Regions from separate parts of the Gasterosteus aculeatus genome. Here region 1 is linked to region 2. A link is a contact called in public Hi-C data. All regions are on one chromosome and are shown on one strand. Each heading gives the region's core, a stretch centred on a gene start, on an enhancer-like site or on the middle of the called end of the contact. The rest is flanking DNA. Distances are from core to core; before and after follow the strand shown. Region 1 holds the start of gtf2a1 (general transcription factor IIA, 1). Region 2 overlaps LOC120807839 (26S proteasome regulatory subunit 4).

What was found. Hi-C and Micro-C count contacts between places; a contact is called where the count stands out from the background.
Region 1: a contact with region 2 is called in a Hi-C map of blood and trunk muscle, with 3 times the contacts expected there. The contact joins the promoter of gtf2a1 here to the enhancer-like site in region 2. A contact is called at or near these places in 5 of 6 Hi-C or Micro-C datasets (blood and trunk muscle, skeletal muscle, tail fin and 1 more).

Annotation. Positions count from the first base shown.
Region 1 is chr18:2,129,231-2,134,965 of fGasAcu3.hap1.1, reverse strand. It overlaps gtf2a1 (general transcription factor IIA, 1), which reads right to left and starts at 3,061. Exons shown (of 10, transcript XM_040160135.2): 1 at 2,751-3,061; 2 at 1,221-1,322; 3 at 400-631. The coding sequence starts at 2,780. All of the region lies in intron 1 of LOC120807839 (26S proteasome regulatory subunit 4), which reads left to right. It overlaps LOC120808118 (forkhead box protein N3), which reads right to left. Exons shown (of 6, transcript XM_040160752.2): 6 at 5,105-5,735.
Region 2 is chr18:2,031,238-2,036,383 of fGasAcu3.hap1.1, reverse strand. All of the region lies in intron 1 of LOC120807839 (26S proteasome regulatory subunit 4), which reads left to right. Among protein-coding and RNA genes, the nearest start is that of LOC120808397, 18 kb to the right of the region's middle. Within about 2 kb of position 1,808, at least 2 of the 9 cell types and tissues checked have open chromatin away from gene starts, as enhancers often do.

The DNA.
Region 1 (5,735 bases), core at 1,812-4,311, 97 kb before region 2:
TTATGCCCCGAATGACCTCTGGGAAAACAACCAATCAGGGTGGAGGGCGTTTCAACGAGGCAGCCGATGGCTGGTTGATATCTGATGACCAAATGCGACGCAATCAGGTTACTGTATTTGCCTCAAACGAGTTCAGAGACATATTTCTATGTCCTGTTCGGCTGTACGATGAGAACGTGTTCTGTGGGTCAAACATTTCTACAGAAACACGTTTCTGAAAACATTTCCGGGGCTGAAATATGCAGGAAGAGACTCTCGATTCTTATTTGAATATCAGTTAAGTGGGACGGCAGCGTGTAACTTTTACATTACATTCGCCAACTTGACAAAATGGACCATTTTACCGTCCCAGATGTTTGATACTTCTGCTGGATGGTTTATAGTGAAAGAAGGACCCACCTTGCTGCTGCTGGGGGGGCAGAATGACCTGCTGGGCCTGTGCAGGCTGATTCACCTGCTGGACCTGATGCACCTGCTGAACCTGCTGCTGGACCTGCTGCACCTGCTGCACCTGCTGGACCTGATGCTGCTGCTGCTGCTGCTGCTGCTGCTGCGCGGCCTGCAGGGCTGCCTGCTCCTCGGTGTGGAAGCCCTCCACTGCCTTGGACTGCAACAGCTTGTTTTCCCACAGCTGGAGCATCAGGCAGAAGAAGCGGGATGTGTCACAGGTTGAACATTTTGTGATTAACACTTTTTTTTGGGGGGACCATGCTCTGAAAATGGCACACGCATGATGAAAGATGCATTCACTCTGGAAGTACTTTGTCTATATGGACAATGTTATTCCTGTCAGGATAAAGGGGAACCGCTGTGAGCGAAAAATCTGTTTATACGTCACTGGTGAAGAAATAAATCAATATGACCACACACAAAAAAAAGAACCGCTTGACAAATACCACCAACGGCCCTATAAAACATGCAGATCCTTTTTCTTTGCTGGCTTCTAGCTTCGATTATAAAATGTTTACATAAGCAACGCTGTGTGCACAAAACTAATTTGCATCACATATTTTATAACTTGTTGTGTTTGGAGGATTTTCAAGGATTATTCCTTCGTGATGAGCACACAATAACCCTGTTCGAGGTTGATTCTGGCTCGGTTCCGAACCAAATTTGTTGATTCTCGAGCAGAAAAAGTTATGAAGAATACGTTCATTCACAACAATCACATAAAGCCCTCCTGTAGGGGGGGGGGGGGGATCGGTAATGGGGACATTTACCGTTTTCAGCTCCAGAAGCACCTGCTCGTCCACTCCCTCATCCAGGAAGAGCTCTCGTACCTCGTTGATCACATCCTCAATTACAGACTTATATAGTTTAGGCTACGAGGAAGGGAAAGAGAGCACATTACTATGTTTACTAGGTAAATATACATTGTATGTGTGTGAATATATATACACACACACATATACATACACACATTGTCAGTTTACACGTCATATTCATAAATGCTTAATAGGAACATCAACCACAGCAAACATGTAACGAACCATCTAAATATGTGTTTAGTTCTCTTGCATAAGCATATCTTATTATGTCACACTACAGTGATACTTCTAGGATTGGTCGGGTATGGAAGCTGGGATTTAGCGTGTCGTGACAACCTGCAATACGCGGCGTCCACTTCACGTTCGCCATGTAAAAGGTTCGCGGTGGAGCGACGGTCGGGTTTCAGCACGGAAGGAGAGCGACGGGACGAGCGAAGCCTCCGCGGCGTGACCCGCCGCGCCCCTGCGGCCGCAGCACGGCCCTCGGTCCCTCCGCGCCTCCCTCGGCCCGCGCGCGCGCGCGCCTCTCCGCTATTTAAAGCCACGTCCGCGGTTTATAAGCGGAGGCGGTGACGTGGCGTCGAGTAGCGCCTTCCCATCCCGGGCAGTCTATATTAGAGAGCCAACATGGCCGTATATAACCGGGAGGGGGAAAAGAGGAGGGCCACAAGCGGAGCGAGGGGCGACGTGGAAGCCATTTTACGGAGCGGCGAAACGCGCGCCCGAAAGTCCGGTACGCCGAAGCCTTGTGCGGCGGAACGTACAAGGTGCTTTCGGCGTTTTATCTCATGGCCGCTGGGCTTTGACGAAGTGCGTCAGTGTGGCCGTGTCGGCGGGGAGCGGACTACTTTGTCGTGAGGCGGGTAGCGGCGGCGGTTTGGCCCGCTGGTCGTGGAATGGTGGACGGCGGGGAGGCTTTTCACTGAGCGGTGGCGGCTTGTCGGCCACGGAGACTTTTAATTAAAAAAAGGACCACAACACAAGCCGTTCGCAGTGGTTTGGTGGCGAGGTGCTTTGCAAACATCTAAAACTGCGCCAGATAAAAGACTATTTAGCCGATTTAACGTTACAGATTCGTCCTTTCACAAGAGACTCGGCCACGCAAGAAACGCTCCGACCGCCATCAACGGCACAACCACCGACTCGTGTTCACATGGGAGTTTACAGATACTACGCTGGTATGAACCAGTAGCTCCACCGGACATTTAAGCCCATAACTAACCAGCCGTAAGAACATCTGCATTCTGCGGAACGTCACTGGTCACCAGCCATCGCTCCCACCAGATGGCTTTATCGGAACACGACCTGAGCTCAGTTGAAGAATGATTAAAATGGCCGATTAACTGAAGACGTTCTTCGTTTTATTTGGTAGAACAATGATGTGTTTGCTAAGCCTGAATGACACAAACATCTCGTTGACAGCTTCCTCTCATCTTAGCCCCCCCATTTCCCCGCTGACAATCCTTAGAGATTGATCCTTACCACTGGGTTCGAGTTAGCCGAGCTCGCCATTATACGCGTAGTGTAAAAACCACACGGAAATAGGCGAGAGATAGAGCCAAAAAAATTACAAAAAAAATGACTTAAAACAACTGGGAACGCTCTCTTAAAACAGCCGGCATTACTTTTGTAAATAAAACACAGTTTGAGCGGTCTTATTTACAATCCCGGGCTGCGACTCCCAGCCGCCGTCCTGCCGTCGTGGTCCTGCTTTATATACTGAGCGTGGAGCTGCGAGTGCGCGAGACATAGGGCAGGGTCGCGCCGCACTTCGCGCGAGATCTCGTCCGGCGCATGACGGCCGCGCGAAAGGCGCGCCGCTGGGAAATGTAGTTTACAGGGGTTTTAACGTGCTACGAGGTAAATACACGTGCGCAGAGCGCATTAGCTCTGTAATGCTCGGTGATCTTGTTTACGGAATGAGGCCACGTGTGAATAATGTGACCCATATAAGGAGAAAATCACAGTATCCCAGGAGCCAGTTTCATTGGTAGATTATTACACGATACAAACATAGTGATGGATATATAAATCCTAAAACATGGACGTCAGCCCGAGCATTAATGCGTGGCGTTTGTAATATCTGATCTGAGGGCAGAGAGAACACACAAGGCGCTTTGACCCTCCTGGTTTAGCTTTCTGTTACCATCTCTTCAATTTTCACGCATGTCTGTAAAATGCACTAAAAACAATTCTTTATCATTTGTTTTTCGCATCTCTTGGTTACCTTTGTTAAGCCAGCGCTGCCTCTGGGCCTTTTCTTTGACTCTGCAGGTCACCAAAACCGTACTGAGTTGACCTCACATGGTCGTCTTTGATTTGTTTTATCGTTGTGCACTGATAACGAGGGAGAATCCCCTGAAGATCACCTGATTAATGCTTCTTTCATGCATTTAAAACCTTTGAAAGACAAGAGGAACGTCAAAGCACAAACCGCAGTGCTTTGTAATTAGACTTTAATCTTAATCTACATCTCTGTGGAAACATTTCTGCATTTGTTTGCCTGTGTTTATGTCAATGATCGCTGATTCAGGTGTTAACGTAACTTCACTTGTCATTGATTTTCATTCCGTTTGCATTGCTGTTGTTATGATATATCTGTAATGGAACCGTACTTGTTCACAGGAACAGTTGGTGCCTTTGTTGACGGTTCCAGATGACGTTTGAAGCCACGTCAGTAACTTCCCGCCGCCACCAGAGTGTGATCACGCCACATCGCAGCGGCCCGGAAAACAAGCTCTCCTTTTCTGATTCCATGACACACATCCATTCACTGGGATTCAACTATTTTAATTCAATAAAGGGTGAGGGATTTTTGGGGGGGGGGGGGGGGGGGGGGGGCGGTAGCCACATCTATTGGTTATGTTGAATCAAAAATACACCTGTTCTGAGCACCAGGGCAACGTTTCCAGATCACCATTAAAGCTTCGCAGCGACCGGGAGAACGTTACCTCCACTTCTGTCTCCATGGAAACTTGCTCGGCGGGCATCGTGTGGAGGAGACGGCGCGGGAAACACGCAGCATCGACCACCTCAGCCCCCCCAGCGGGCCTCCCCCACCACCGAATTACACAACTCGCTTCATTCAATTTAAATTAAAAGTGGACTCGACACTGATGAAAACATTTTTAAATTCACTCGTAAGTTTTGTTCTGTACGAACCAAGTGCTCACGTGGGGTACGATGCCCTCTAAAGATCTACCGAATGCACCCCCCCAGCCCCCCGTCTTTCATCGCTGTGGTTGCATAGCAACAGAGGAGCAGCTAGCTCCAGTGGTGTCGGCGGTGCACAGGGAGCCACTGGTGCGATATTAAGTCCCAGCTTCAATTATGAATGGGCCCCCACCGCCACGCGGCTCCAGAGCGACACCACCCAGAGCGATAAGGCGCGGAGGAACTCTTTGGTACACTTAACTCTTTTACTTCCTTCCCTTGGGGGGGGGGGGGGGTCTGACTTTAATCAGAAATATTGAACTTAACCGATTAGAGGAAGTAAATGAATAATTAACTGGCGGAAGAGGAGTGGCTGTGATAAGACCCGTGTTGATGGGAATGTGCGAGGTTAATGATTGGGGTCAGTCTCGAGAGTCACAAAGCGACCGCTTTACCAGCAAATGGGGGCTAGTGTGTGTGTGTGGGGGGGGGATATCATTTCTTACACGCGTTCACTGTATTCAACTCTGGATTCTGATGGACGAATTGTGAATTTGCTGCTATTGAGGCGCCTGCCAGCGTTGCTGTGCTCGAACGCGTCGCGGTGGTCAACGCGTGCATTGTTCCCCACGACAGACCTCCCGGGCTCCGGTCTGTCAAAAGGATCAGCCAGACGAACCCTCTGCAACTTGTATTTTTTATTATTGCAACCAACTGGAAGACAATACATCACATGAACATCATTGCAGTTTTTCAGGAAATGGAAAACAAAATAAAACAACATTTATATATTTTTTGCCACGGTATTAGACAACGTTGATATTTACATGTAGTGATGAAATAGGTCTTAAATCATTCTTTGGCAATATGATTGCACAATAAGGAGAGAATTGAACATTTAGTAAAACAAAAACAACAACAACACTCTCTGCACTCTGCAGCTCATCGCACAAATCAATAGCATTTGCATTTTGACATCGCTTACCCATGTGCTCTCCGATGTTCAGCTCACACAGTCACTGACAAAAAACAATGGCAGTATAGTAGAGGGGGAGAAAACAGAACAGAAGAAAAGTGCATAACAATGGTAAAAAAAACAACAACAAAATGGCAACTTTATTCTTTTGAGCGTTTCGTTCCGTTTGGCGGGTCTGAAACAAACCCCCTTGTTTCAGGGGCCTTTTCAGGCCAAGGTAGATTTTAACCTTCCAGGACTCGTAGGTCCGGAGTTCATCCTCTTCTTCTTCTTCGGAGGAAAAAAGAGGCGGTTGCTACAGCAACGCGTCCCCCCCCCACCTCCCCCCCGACATGAGT
Region 2 (5,146 bases), core at 559-3,058:
ATGGGTGACGTCATTAGTGATTAACATAGTATTTAAAATATATGATACAGCGATCATTGATGCCCCAGTTGTGAACACTTGCATTGTCATACAATTAAATAAATAGAAACATTTTCTGTGATTCCCCAAGGTAGTATTTATCATATTATCTGCTCTGACATTTTGAGTGTTTTCGGCGAGTTAAACCATTTACTCATTGCCGTTCGGTATTTCCTTCCAGTATTTTCCTGGTGGTTTATAACTTTTCCTCTTCTTGACTCTAGGATTAAGCCTGCCCCCTGTTGAATTTGTTTGTCTCTATTTTTCGGACCTTCCGTGTATGACTTCCTCACGCAGAATGAAAGCCCTCGCTTGCACCTTGGCCCGTCTTCTGTGTTTTCCTCTGCTCATGAGTTTCTGTTCCAACCCAGAAACATCACACAGTGGCTGGAAGGCATAGATGCAGTCAGCTGTTAGCCAACACGTTGTCCACAGCATAAAAGTAGGCAAACCGTTTTTTCATAGTGAGTCTGGGATGCGGCAGGGAGTCGGCCATGCACCCAGCTTTTGAGTGTTTTCTATAAATTCTTAGATTATGCCAATGCCAATGTTAATTATTTTTGTCTTTTAAATTTATGCTAGGCAGCTACAGTATGGTAAGAAAAAAACATTTATTATGGCACATGCAAACACAGAAAAAAATTGAAACTAAAAGTAACCACACAATCCCTTTACTTCCCCCCCCTCACTAAATACGTGCATCACTTCCTCTTGGACTAACACTCAGGGCCTCATGTCCGTACATTTGCAAACGTAGCGTTATCAGCGCCAAGGAAATTCAGTGATAACAAAGTTGATGTGTTATTTGGACATTAGCAGTTGGAAATTGTATGTATGGTAACTAGTGCGTTGTAGCAAAGCGTGAAATACTTGTGCTGTGATACGGCTGAGTACAGACTGCGATATTCCCACTGCTGATGCTTTGACTGTTTGATAATGATCCTGATGGCAATAATTAATGTAATGTAGCAAGGAGTTTAACAAATGCTGGAATGGACTGTGAACACTGAGTAGGAGAAGCAACGTCATCTGATTTCTTCTAGTAACTGTAAAATTGCATGACTGCTGAGAATTTTTGGTGCAAAACACAGGCAATCTTCCACCGGCGGTTTCTTAATACACTTAATACACTACATAATACACTTTTCCCTGGACCCTCCCGTCAATGCATATGCATGACACGAAAAGCAAAATTTGCATTTTTCAGTTTCCGCGACAGGCAGTCTGCACTTTCACCTCAGTGCGGCTTGTTTGTACAAACCTCACAACGCTTTTACGCACACGTTGCAGAACAAATACGCCTGAAGTGGGCGCAAAAAGCGTTAGTACATGTGGCCCTGAATGTTGGTACCGGATGTTTTCTTTGAGGTTCAGAGTCTTCTATCATAGATTTACTTCATAGAATACAAGGTTTGCTAAAGACCACCACTGCTGAAGTAAAGCAGCTGTTGTGATAGTATTAATACTGTTTAAAAATTCATACAATGGAAGATAATACATAACAAACAACTACAACAAAAAAAATGTAGGATGATATGATAACTAAAAGAGGCTTCTTCTATCAACATCTACATTGGTTGATATATATACATAGTATTACAAGAAATACACATGCATGAATACGACTATAACAAGATGGAATGAGAGAACACATGTTGCCTGAAGAAATTCACCTCCATACCCCCCTTGCACACACACACATACTGTCCATACCTTCCTGCTCGTGATGCCTCCTACCCTGAGTCTCTCGAAACAGGTGACATCCTGTGTTGTCTGTGGTTTGAAATAATCTCATACAACAGATGGGTCCTTTCCCCCGAGCCTGCCAGCCAGGCCCGCATTGCACCGCGGGCACTGGTGGCAACGAAAATACGAAGGCTACCCACCCCAGACGAGATTGGTCCAACTCTCATCGCGGTGCCCACCAAGACAACCCACTACTGCACACGCCACTCCAACAGAACGGGTTTCTCTCCGTATATACTGGTGGGCTTTTAATTCACTTCCTGTGCTCTTCTGGGCTAACATTTTTTAGTGAAGCTGAAGGAAAAGGGAGGATATGATGTTTGGGGAGCGAGAGCGACATTGTTCAGATTCCTCAAAACAAGCAGTGAACTCTTAGAATCAAGAGTGTCAATGAAGAGCAGCAATGACTGGTGTGATAGTAAACACCTTGTTAGTGGCCGATCTACACGTCGACCTGTGTCTTATTACTTATTACTTTATATGTACAGATATGATTGAAGGTTCCAATATCCACAACAGCCATATTGAGCCTGTGTAACCATGAAGTTTATTCTTGTTTGGCTTTGGACTGAGGTTAGCTCCAGTTTTATTTTCCTTGTGCCAACCAGCTCCTGGATTCATATTTAACAGATGAGAGTGGTATTGATTGTCTCGTCTTGTCTGATAGCAAGAAGGCGTACTTCTCAAATGTTGATCTTTTCATTTTAAATTTAACAGCATTTTGACTTGTAGTTACACCTTTGCCCTTTTGATAAGCCTGAGTTTTCAGTAAGATGTATTGACACGTAACAGTGAGACCTCTTGGATATTGCATATGTTTAAGTTTGAAAGGCTACCTCTGTTCACATGGTGTGTGTGTGTGTGTGTGTGTACATACAGGTCAAAAAAGCTTACTGCATCCTAAATGAAACTCCTCCTTGTCCTCTTTTCTTTTATGGGTTCACGGAGTCACCCTCCTCTTCAACTTTTATCAAACAATCCTCGGTCCTCCTCTCACCTCTCTTACCTCATTAATAATACCTCTTATTGACAATATTGGGAAATATTGTCTTCCCAATATTTTCTAACTTGCACCATGCTTCCCCACCTCCATCCTCCCCCACTTTGTGTCCTCCGACCGCCCTTCTGTAACAGTTCTTCTGGTGACGGCATGCAAAGAGGCTGTTCCTTTTGTGCCACGCTGAAAAGGACTCATGGCTTGTGCGCGTGTGTGTCTTTGAATGAAGTGGGTGGGAGGTCAGAAAGCCTGACATGGGCATCCATCAGCGGCGAGCATGCGGCGTGCCGATCGCTGTCACAGAGATTTCAGTCAAGCTTGTCCACATCAATTATCTGTGATAAATGGGACATAAGCACACACACACACACACACCTCTACTAACCCCAAATACCACCTATTGCAGCTACCCTTCATTGTTGCCAGCCTCTCTCCACAATCTCAGTAACCTCAATACAATATCTTTCAGCAGCAGCTATAATAAGACACAAAAGAAGACTGCATGTTTTGAAGGCCAGCAGAGCATGACACGGAGGAAGAAGCCTTGTTAAAAGCTCCAGCAACTCTGTCTTCTTCTGTGTCTCGCACTAATGGATGGTTAAATTTAGAAATATGGTCAAAGGAGAAGGAAAAAGAAGGAGGAAAATATTTCCGCCTTAGGAACATTCTTTTTCAGTGGAGGATTGTAAAGAGCTTCCCTCAATGTGTTGAAAAGGATTTTAAAAAGCACAACCTGCTCAAAGTGTATTAATCAAGGGCAAAACAAAACTCAATATTTCCCGTTGTCATGTAGGAAAAGACTAAAAAGCCACAACTTTCATGAAGTAAAACACCTTGCAAGGGTTAATGTTGCAAGACGAAAACATAGACAACTCTGTTGTAAAGACCTGTCAATCAGCGTGTAATCCCGCCCTAAAGCATGCCCTACATTGCGGCCTGTTTGGCTCTAAATAGACCATGAAGGAAAAATAAGCATCATGTTGTATTGAAGAAGACTTAAAACTAAAGATTGAGACTAAACTCATGTTTAAAATGCCTAATGAATAAATCATTTAGTCATAGACTTCTATTAAAATGAATAGTTGCCCTCTGGTGGTCAATTCGGACTGGCTCCCTGTTAGTTTAAGAATTGATTTTAAGATTTTATTCATGACTTTTAAAGCACGTCTGGCCCCGAGCTACATTGTTGAAATGTTAGCCCCACATGAGCCAGCTCGCAGCCTCAGCTCCTCCAGTCAAACCCTTCTGGCCGTTCCAAAGTCGAGGATTAAGTCATGTATGTATGGTGACGGCCCTCTGGCTCTGGCAGGGGCCCGTGTCTGTCTGTGTGTGTGTCTGTGTGTGTGTGTGTGTGTGTGTGTGTGCGTTTGTCCCTTCGGCCTGTCTTGCAGGTCCGTGGTAGGAGGAGCTCGTCAGCGCAACTGGGAGCATCTGGCCGACGTACTTACGGCCCCTCCGTCCCGGCCTGTCGTCCCCAGCGTTGCTCGCGGGAGCTTTGTTTCTTTGTGTTGTCGGATGTGGAACAACAAATAATGTGCCGTCTACCGCGCAGTGTATGTATATATATATATTATATATGTGTACATATATTCTTTTTTTGTTTTTCTGTGCTTGTAGCTGTTGTGTTCATTGCCTCTATGGCATGGTCTCTTTTGTCTCACAATTCATGAAAGTTTTACTTGTATAAATCATGTTTGCTTCTCTGTACACCCTGTGTTTGAAGGTGCTATATGAATAAAGTTAAAGCACTTCTGCGTTGGCTTCACTCTGCAACCTGGAGGTTACAACCCGGTAGCTAAATGTCTAAACTTTTGACTCTAAAGGCTCTTTTCTAGGATTTGTACAATAAAGTTCAAAGAAATGATACTATCCAACATGTGTCACAAAGAGAGCAGCCCATTTTGAATTCCCCTTTAAAAACCTCCTGGGAGTTTGACCCTCACTCGTCAGTCCTCATCTTTCGAATTCCGAGACCTGGCTGGTGCACTCTGCAACAGATACCGTTGCACACAGGCATATTTTTGTATCGTTATAAGATACACCAGCTCACCACAAAAACATCTGCATATTTCAGGGGCAGAGGCCATTTTGAGGGCAACTGACAACTGACCAAGCGGTGGGGTTTGACTGGTTTGGATTCACGGGTTCACGGGGCAACAAATAGTACGACTGATAATCCACAACACTTTTCTACGTTTCTACTCAAGCAAACATTCATCCCACATGATGTGTTTTTGTGAGATGCTAGGAGGTGTGACTTTGGAGAGAGCCGGCTAGCTGTTTGCCCGTTTCCACCGATTATGCTGAGCCGAGCCTTTACGCGTCCTGTTAAACAGGACGGGTATGCACTGTTACTCTCAGCAA